Regions from separate parts of the Mus musculus genome. Here region 1 is linked to region 2. A link is a contact called in public promoter capture Hi-C data. All regions are on one chromosome and are shown on one strand. Each heading gives the region's core, a stretch centred on a gene start, on an enhancer-like site or on the middle of the called end of the contact. The rest is flanking DNA. Distances are from core to core; before and after follow the strand shown. Region 1 holds the start of Chrna5 (cholinergic receptor, nicotinic, alpha polypeptide 5). Region 2 holds the start of Idh3a (isocitrate dehydrogenase 3 (NAD+) alpha).

Evidence for each region. Promoter capture Hi-C pulls out the DNA fragments that hold promoters and counts their contacts.
Region 1: a promoter capture Hi-C map of liver shows a contact between it and region 2, with 2.1 times the contacts expected there. The contact joins the promoter of Chrna5 here to the promoter of Idh3a in region 2.

Annotation. Positions count from the first base shown.
Region 1 is chr9:54,980,049-54,983,535 of GRCm38.p6, forward strand. It overlaps Chrna5 (cholinergic receptor, nicotinic, alpha polypeptide 5), which reads left to right and starts at 1,440. Exons shown (of 6, transcript NM_001373901.1): 1 at 1,440-1,673. The coding sequence starts at 1,568.
Region 2 is chr9:54,584,637-54,588,127 of GRCm38.p6, forward strand. Idh3a (isocitrate dehydrogenase 3 (NAD+) alpha) reads left to right here and starts at 1,875. Exons shown (of 11, transcript NM_029573.2): 1 at 1,875-1,907. The coding sequence starts at 1,881.

The DNA of each region.
Region 1 (3,487 bases), core at 190-2,689, 390 kb after region 2:
TTGTGTACTGAGATGATTTACCTGGGTTGGAAAGTGCCCAAGACATCCCAGGCCACGCCTTTGGCTTAACTGGCAATGGTGTTGCAGAGATGATGTAGGTAACTGTCCTCTTGTGACTGTAGATTAACACTCCGGAGCAGTCCAAGTTCTAATTATGCTCACGGTGGCTGAGCTAACAACCATTAACCCAGCTTTACCACTGACAGGTATTGTGATCTTCAGTAATTATTCAACTCCACTCTCCACGTTCCTTAGCTGTGAAAGTAGAGCAACACTCTAAAGTCACCCAAACACTGGCAAGAACAAATGGTATAAGTAGCTGTAAGTCCTATAAATTCTTCAAAGTATATATTTGCTGTGTAGGGGGTTAGGCACTGTCTCACTCTTGTGCAGAGGTGTAATTAACAACTGGCATTGTGAACACCATACACATCTTTTATTCTCTGGTTCTTTCATTTGCCTGCTTAAATACACTCGCTCATTTGGACATTGTTTCCATTTCCCTGGGTATACTTGGACCCAGGGGGAAAAGGTCTTAAATGACTTTTGCCTTTAAGATTCTTTGCAACCCGGTCTCACTTAAACAGATTTATGCAGTCTGAAGGTTGGAGTGAGATTTCTGCCTATAATGAATTGTAGAGGTGCCAACTCCATAATTTTCTGTGAAAAATCTGGCATGCTCTGCCACTGAAGTTTAAAGATAATTTGCCTGAATCTCTTCAACCAAATGAAGCGTTCTAATCAATTATGAGCAGAGGCAATGAGATACAGTGTAGAGTCTACAGGGATTTGTGACGCAGTCAGCATCGATCTCCATCAAAGTTGTAAGGGAGCAGTGGCAGTCGAAGGCACTAATATTTACAATGCCAAGTGATGACCGCACAGGCAGCATGGCCTACTCTGGAAGCAATTGCCTATCATTTTCGCGGATGACTTGAATGAATGTCAGAGCTGTCAGTCACAGTTGTCCTTCAGAGTCCTCCAGTTTATCCATCTCATTTACAAGGAAGAGAAAATAGACGCACAAAGGAAGAGTGATTTGAACAAGATGCAGATCTCGAATGCAGGTCTTCTGATATGGATCACTTAGTATCTACAGCAGGGGCATGAAAGTCCACAGCAGGGAGGCAGTCTTGTTGGCTCACTCGGGGATCCAGAGTTTACAGTTCCAAAGGAAACAAAACCGCACCAAAACAGAGGTCAGGACAGTCTTCGCACCTGTCACAATTCTTGCGGAAGGCTGAGAAGGGGGGTGACAAGGTAGCACCAGGTGTGGGAAAGGCGGAGCTACGAGTTGATGAAGCTGGACCCGGGGCGGAGCCTAGAAGGACAGGGTGTGGGCTCTGGGGGCGGGGCTGCGGGCCATAGGGGCGGGGCTAAGCGCCGCGGCTCCGCCCTCGAGCTCCGCGGGCCTTCCACCGAGTGGTAAGGTGGGCTTCGTGCAGAAGCTGAAGAGCGAGCGGCGAGCGGCTTCCGAGAAACGAGCGGATTTCGGCGGCAGCTCTTGTGCTCCGTCCCTCAGGGCCCGGAGTAATCCGCGAGGCAGCCGTCGGCGGGCGGACGGGCGATGGCGGCGCGGGGGTCGCGGCGGCGCGCGCTGCGCCTGCTCTTGATGGTGCAGCTGCTGGCGGGGCGCTGGCGGCCGGCCGGGGCGGCGCGGGGCGCGCGGGGAGGTGAGCCGGGGCGGGGCTGAGGGTCGCGGGGCCCCGCAGCAGGGCTCCGCTCCCTTTCCCTTTCTTCTGAAAATTCGGGATGAGGTTCCAGGTTAGCACCCAAAAGCAAAGAAAAGGCCGGTTTTGGCGTTCGGTGGCTGTCACCGTTGGGCGGCTGGTGTAGGGCGTGCCTCGGTACAACTTTCCAAGAGCGTGCTGCTGTCATCGGGCTTCCCACTTGGTGGCTGGTTCTCGGTGTGGAGACTTTGGGCTTAATGTTCGCCTTTGAGACTTTATAGTTTACCCTCTTCTCCCTCACTCCTGGCAGCATCTTGGCCAGAAGAAGCAAACGTTTGCAGAAGAAACGTTTGCTAGGCAGTTCACATGCCCAGACTTCGGGACTCAAGGATTGTATCTGGGTTCCTCGCTCTTTTGGAACAGGGCTCGCGCGTACCACCCTCCCAGCTCGACCCTCCACGTTCTCCCGCGCCCCATCTCCCTCCCCTGGTTAGCGTTTCAGATGTTGTGGGTTGGGATAGAAACAAACAAAACAACCTAGCTAGTACTTTGAATTTACAGTGCTTTAGCATATTTTAGTCCGCCCTTTTAAGAACTTTGGAAAAAAATACTACCGTTTCTGGAGCACCTGTGGTGTGTCCTATATTAGAGAAGGTGCGGCTCCTTTAAGTGGAGGGTCGCTGCACTCAAAGCTCAGTTTTATTGAGATGAGGAAATCTGGCAGACCTTTCTTTCCTTAAGGTTCTTAAATTGTGAGTCCTGGTTTTCTTTAGGAAGTGGTAACTTCGCAGGCTAGGATTCCCGATTACAGGACCGGTCTACTGAAGAGATGAAATCTTTGCAGAGTGTAAACAGTTTAGAGAAGGAAAGGGGTGCCCTTGTCTTAATTTATGTCCCCAGTGTGTCTTGTCTTAAGACAGAATTCTCTCCACTGCGTTCTTCCGTTGAACCAGGAGGACAACACTGCTTGCTTTTCTCATCCGTTTTCAGGATTGATTGGTGCATATAAAACGCCAGGCAGTGCCTGACAGCCTAGAAAATGGTATCCCTGCCACTCTTGATGGAGCTGGGAATTTTGAAAAGGTTTCTCTGTTTTAAGATAAATCATTGTTGCTGATTCTTCAATGGTGTAAACTGCTAACTCTTGTGAGGCTTGGTGTTTTAACCAGACTTGATGACCTACTCCTTTCTTTTCCCACTCGGTGAGACTTCTTTAATACTAAGCATCTTTATACTAGTTTCCCCCCCCCCCCATGCGAGCTCCTTAAGATCCGATTCCTTTGTGTGTGGGTATGCGCATGTGCTGGTAGAGGAGAGATCAGCCTTGGATATTGTTCCTGGGGGTGGGGGAGCTGTCCAATTTGGTTGTTTTGTTTGTTTGTTGTTGTTTGTGACAGTCTTTCACTGTGACCTGGGGCTCGTGGTTAGGATAGGCCAGTTGACAATCCTGCTGAATTCCATGGATCTGCCTGTCTCTGCCTTCCTAGTGTTGGGATTACTAGGGCCTCCTTGCCAGGCCTTTTACATTTTGCTGTGGGTTAAACCTAGGTCCTTGTGCTGTGCAGCAAACACTCGACAAGCTGAGCCATCTCCCAACCCTCAAGACCTGCTCTGCTTTTCCGTTTATCTTGGTATCCTTAATACCTGGTTTATTATAGGAGACTAGTGGATGTTTATAAATGAGTGGATGGAATAATAATAATGGATATTTTCTCACATGTAAGAAAAGGCCATTACATATTCCCCTCTACAGCTCTAAACTTCTTAAGTTCTGTGCATTCTAAATGAGTGCCTTGAAGAAGACACTGATACAGAGT
Region 2 (3,491 bases), core at 625-3,124:
TTATTTGGAATTAAAGGAAGTAATAAGTCATTTCTGTATTCCAGCTTGAGGGATTAATGGTGTGTGCTAAGGCTGAGCCACACCACAACTAGAAAATGGTTTTCCAAGTAAACAACACAGTCTTAGAGTTCACAGTGTGATCAAATATCCTGCAACAAAGTTTCTTTGTGTAGCCCTGGCTGTCCTGAAACTAGCTTTGTAGGCCAGGTTGGTCTCTAACTCAGATCCAACTGCCTCTGCCTCCTGAGAGATAGGATTAAAGGCATGGGCCATCACTGCCAGTCTGCAAACTCTGATTTGTCCTCAACATGGTTTTTGTTTTTGTTTACCACGTTGAAACATAGAAACTGGGGTAATCTAAACCTGTGTTTCCTGGCCTTAGTTACTTATATTTGGTCAGACTAAACCCCCTCTTACTCTTTTTGAAGTAAGAGTTATAGTGTGTAAATGGAGAATGTGAGTGTGGTGTGTGTGTGTGGGGGGGAGAGAGAGAGAGAGAGAGAGAGAGAGAGAGAGAGAGAGAGAGAGAGAGGGAGGGAGAGAGAGAGAGAGCGCTTGAGTGCTTGAGTGCTTCATGGCTTCATGGTAGGTATCCTTACCTTAGCTTTTGAGACAGGTCTCCCACTCACTAAACAACCTGGGGCTCATCATATCAGCTAGGCTGTCTGGCAATGGCAGCAGGATTCACCTAGCTCTGGATTTTCATTGCTGGGGTTATAGATGCTCACTCTTTCCTGACTCTTTACATGGGTACTGGGTATTGAATTCAGGTCCTCATGCTTTTGAAACAAGCACCTAACCCACTGGGCCATCTCCCCAGCCCAAGAGCTGTGTTTTCTGAATTTATTTTATGAAAACACTTACATTTGCTAAAAACTTCAGATTGTACATTTACATCAAGTACTTTTTAAAAGATTTGTCTATTTTATGTATATGAGTGTTTTGTCTGCATGTAGGTGCCTGTGCCATATTGGTATCTGGTGCCCTGTGAGGCCTGAAGAAGGTACTGGATCCTCTACATCTGGAGTTACAGACATTTGTGAGCCATCATGAGGGTGCTGGGAACTGAATCCGGGTCCTCTGCAGACTAATAAATGCTTTTTATTCAGTAAAGCTATTAAAAAAAAATAAAAATTAGCCAGATGATGGTGGAACACGCCTTTAATCCCAGAACTCGGGAGGCAGAGGCCAGATCTCTGTAGGTTTGAGGCCAGCCTGGTCTAGCGAGTGAGTTTCAGGGTAGCTGAGGCTATGCAGAAGAACCCTGTCTCAAAAAACAAAACAAAAAAATGAAAATTTAAAAAAAAATGTAAGAATCAAGTTAGGCGAGGTGGTGCATGCCTACAGTCCCTGTACCTGGGAGATAGAGGCAAGAAAAGAGGAACCCCTGGCAGTCCGGGGTTCAAACCCAGCCTCAGCTACATAATCAGTTTGAAGCTCCATGATACTGTCTTAAGAAATGAAACAAAACAAAACAATGTTTGAAAATAAGCAAGATATTTGTCCCAGTGGGACCGCAAAGTTTTAAGGGGCGCACAATCCCCCAAATAAAGAAGGCTGATTGGTCCCCTAATAGGTCGGAAACAAAAAACTCATCCAAACAGCTTTTCAATGAATGAAGCGGGAGGAAGGGGAGGAGGCTTCCGGGTCGCAGCTGGGCCCGCTCCGCGCGTCATCAAAAGATGAAGGCGGTGATTGGTCAGCTAGCGGCAGCTGTGCAGCGGGGTCCGGAGCGGGGCGGTGAGCGATCGAGAGACCCGAGCTAGGGGCGGGGCCACACGGAGCCTCGGGGCGGGGCCGTGAGGGGCGGGCTTGGGAAGAGGGCTATGCGCATGCGCCCTGGTGTTGCCGCTGTCGCCGCGGTGAGGGAAGTGGACGCGATGGCCGGGTCCGCGTGGGTGTCCAAGGTGAGCGCTACAGGGCAGCAAGCTCGAGGGCGAGCAGGGAGAGTAGGCTGTGATCCCGCCTGATGGATGGCGGAGGCGAGCGCGCGGAGGCGGCTCATGGCCCGCGGGCAGTGTTTCGGGGAATGTGGCCGGCACGCCGTGCGTGGCTAGCCCTGAGCCGGGACAGCCGCGCCGGGCGGGGACGGCGTCAAGGTCAAGGCGGCCAGTACTGCTCCGGGTGTCCCCACCAGTGTCCTCCAGGATAGGTGCACAGGCCTCCCCCGGAGCCCTTGAGGGTCACAGACAGGCCACCTAGGCCCCGCGGCCCTGTCACCTGCGGGTCTCCGGGCAGCATGCCCAGGTCGCCCCTCCCTGATCCCTCAGCCTTTGACCGGGTAAACGCTGGGCGCAAGAGGGTTTTCGAGGTGAGGGAATCCCGGGCCGTTAGGCCAGCCAGATTTTTCTCTCTCTTGGAACTCTTCCTAGTCTGATGCCTGGTGCCCTGGTAGGTATTCCTCCTTCAGAGGACGCAGGGCATCGTGCTCCTTGGAGTTATACTCTGAACGTTCAGGGAGATCGCATCATCGTCCTTTCACCTTCAGTTGTTGGGACCCAGCGATCTGGGACTCTCTAGTTCTCCCTGATAGTTCAGGTACTAGAGCTGGAAGGCGCTTCAGGTTACATATGCAGTCTTTTCGTTTCCTGGTGGAGCTGACCTGCCCTCGAAGACAAATTTGCTCAAGGTCATACAGGAGGTCATTGTCATCTTTGAGAGAAACCCGAGGTATTTTGATTTTCTGTCTCTCCGGTGGCCAAGGTCACTTAGCTAATTATGGATATAGTACTGACCAGGCCGTAGGTCATCTGATGCCGTCGTGGGTGGCTCTCTAGAAGTCTGCTATAAGCAATGCAGATTTTTAAATGAAATTTGTATTGCCCTTCTCCTTTAAAGAGAGGTTTGGAGATGCACTATTGTTTATTAATAATTCAATTTAGGGGTTCTTAATTTTAAATCCTGACAAAGCCATTGGCCAATTGTGTATCCTCTGCAAACTATTTAACATCTGCGAACCCACCTGTAAGATACATGTGCTTGTGTCACAGGTATTTCTGCATGAAAGCACCTATTCCATGTAGAAGGACATGAAAGCCTGAAGCTTTCCTAGCTATCGATGTATCTGTCTTGGCAGTGATCAAGCAGACAGTGATTCTGGGACATCAGTAACTAGGCTTTTTTGTTTGGTGACTAGAATCTACGTTGTCACTATGTTCAGACCCACTTTTGCTTGAGATGCTGTTAGGTCACATTTGGTTTTAAAGGTGTAGCAACAAGTCAGTCCTTTAATGTCTGGGCTTACACACTCTACCTGATTCATGTTGCTAGGTGTAGTCAGCCTTGGGGGACTAAATAAGGCTAAGTAGTAAAGAGCGTCCTGGAAAATTGCTTTTTCCTTTAGCCCTGTAAGAAATCCACAAGAGTTCAGAACTTATTGGCCATAGGGTCAGAAGATGCTCCCCTGGGACTTGATTGCCTGTGTGACCTTTGGCAGAGTGGCCCAGGCTTTGGTTCAGTCTCTCTCAAGGGATTAGGGCTTAAGAAGGGGC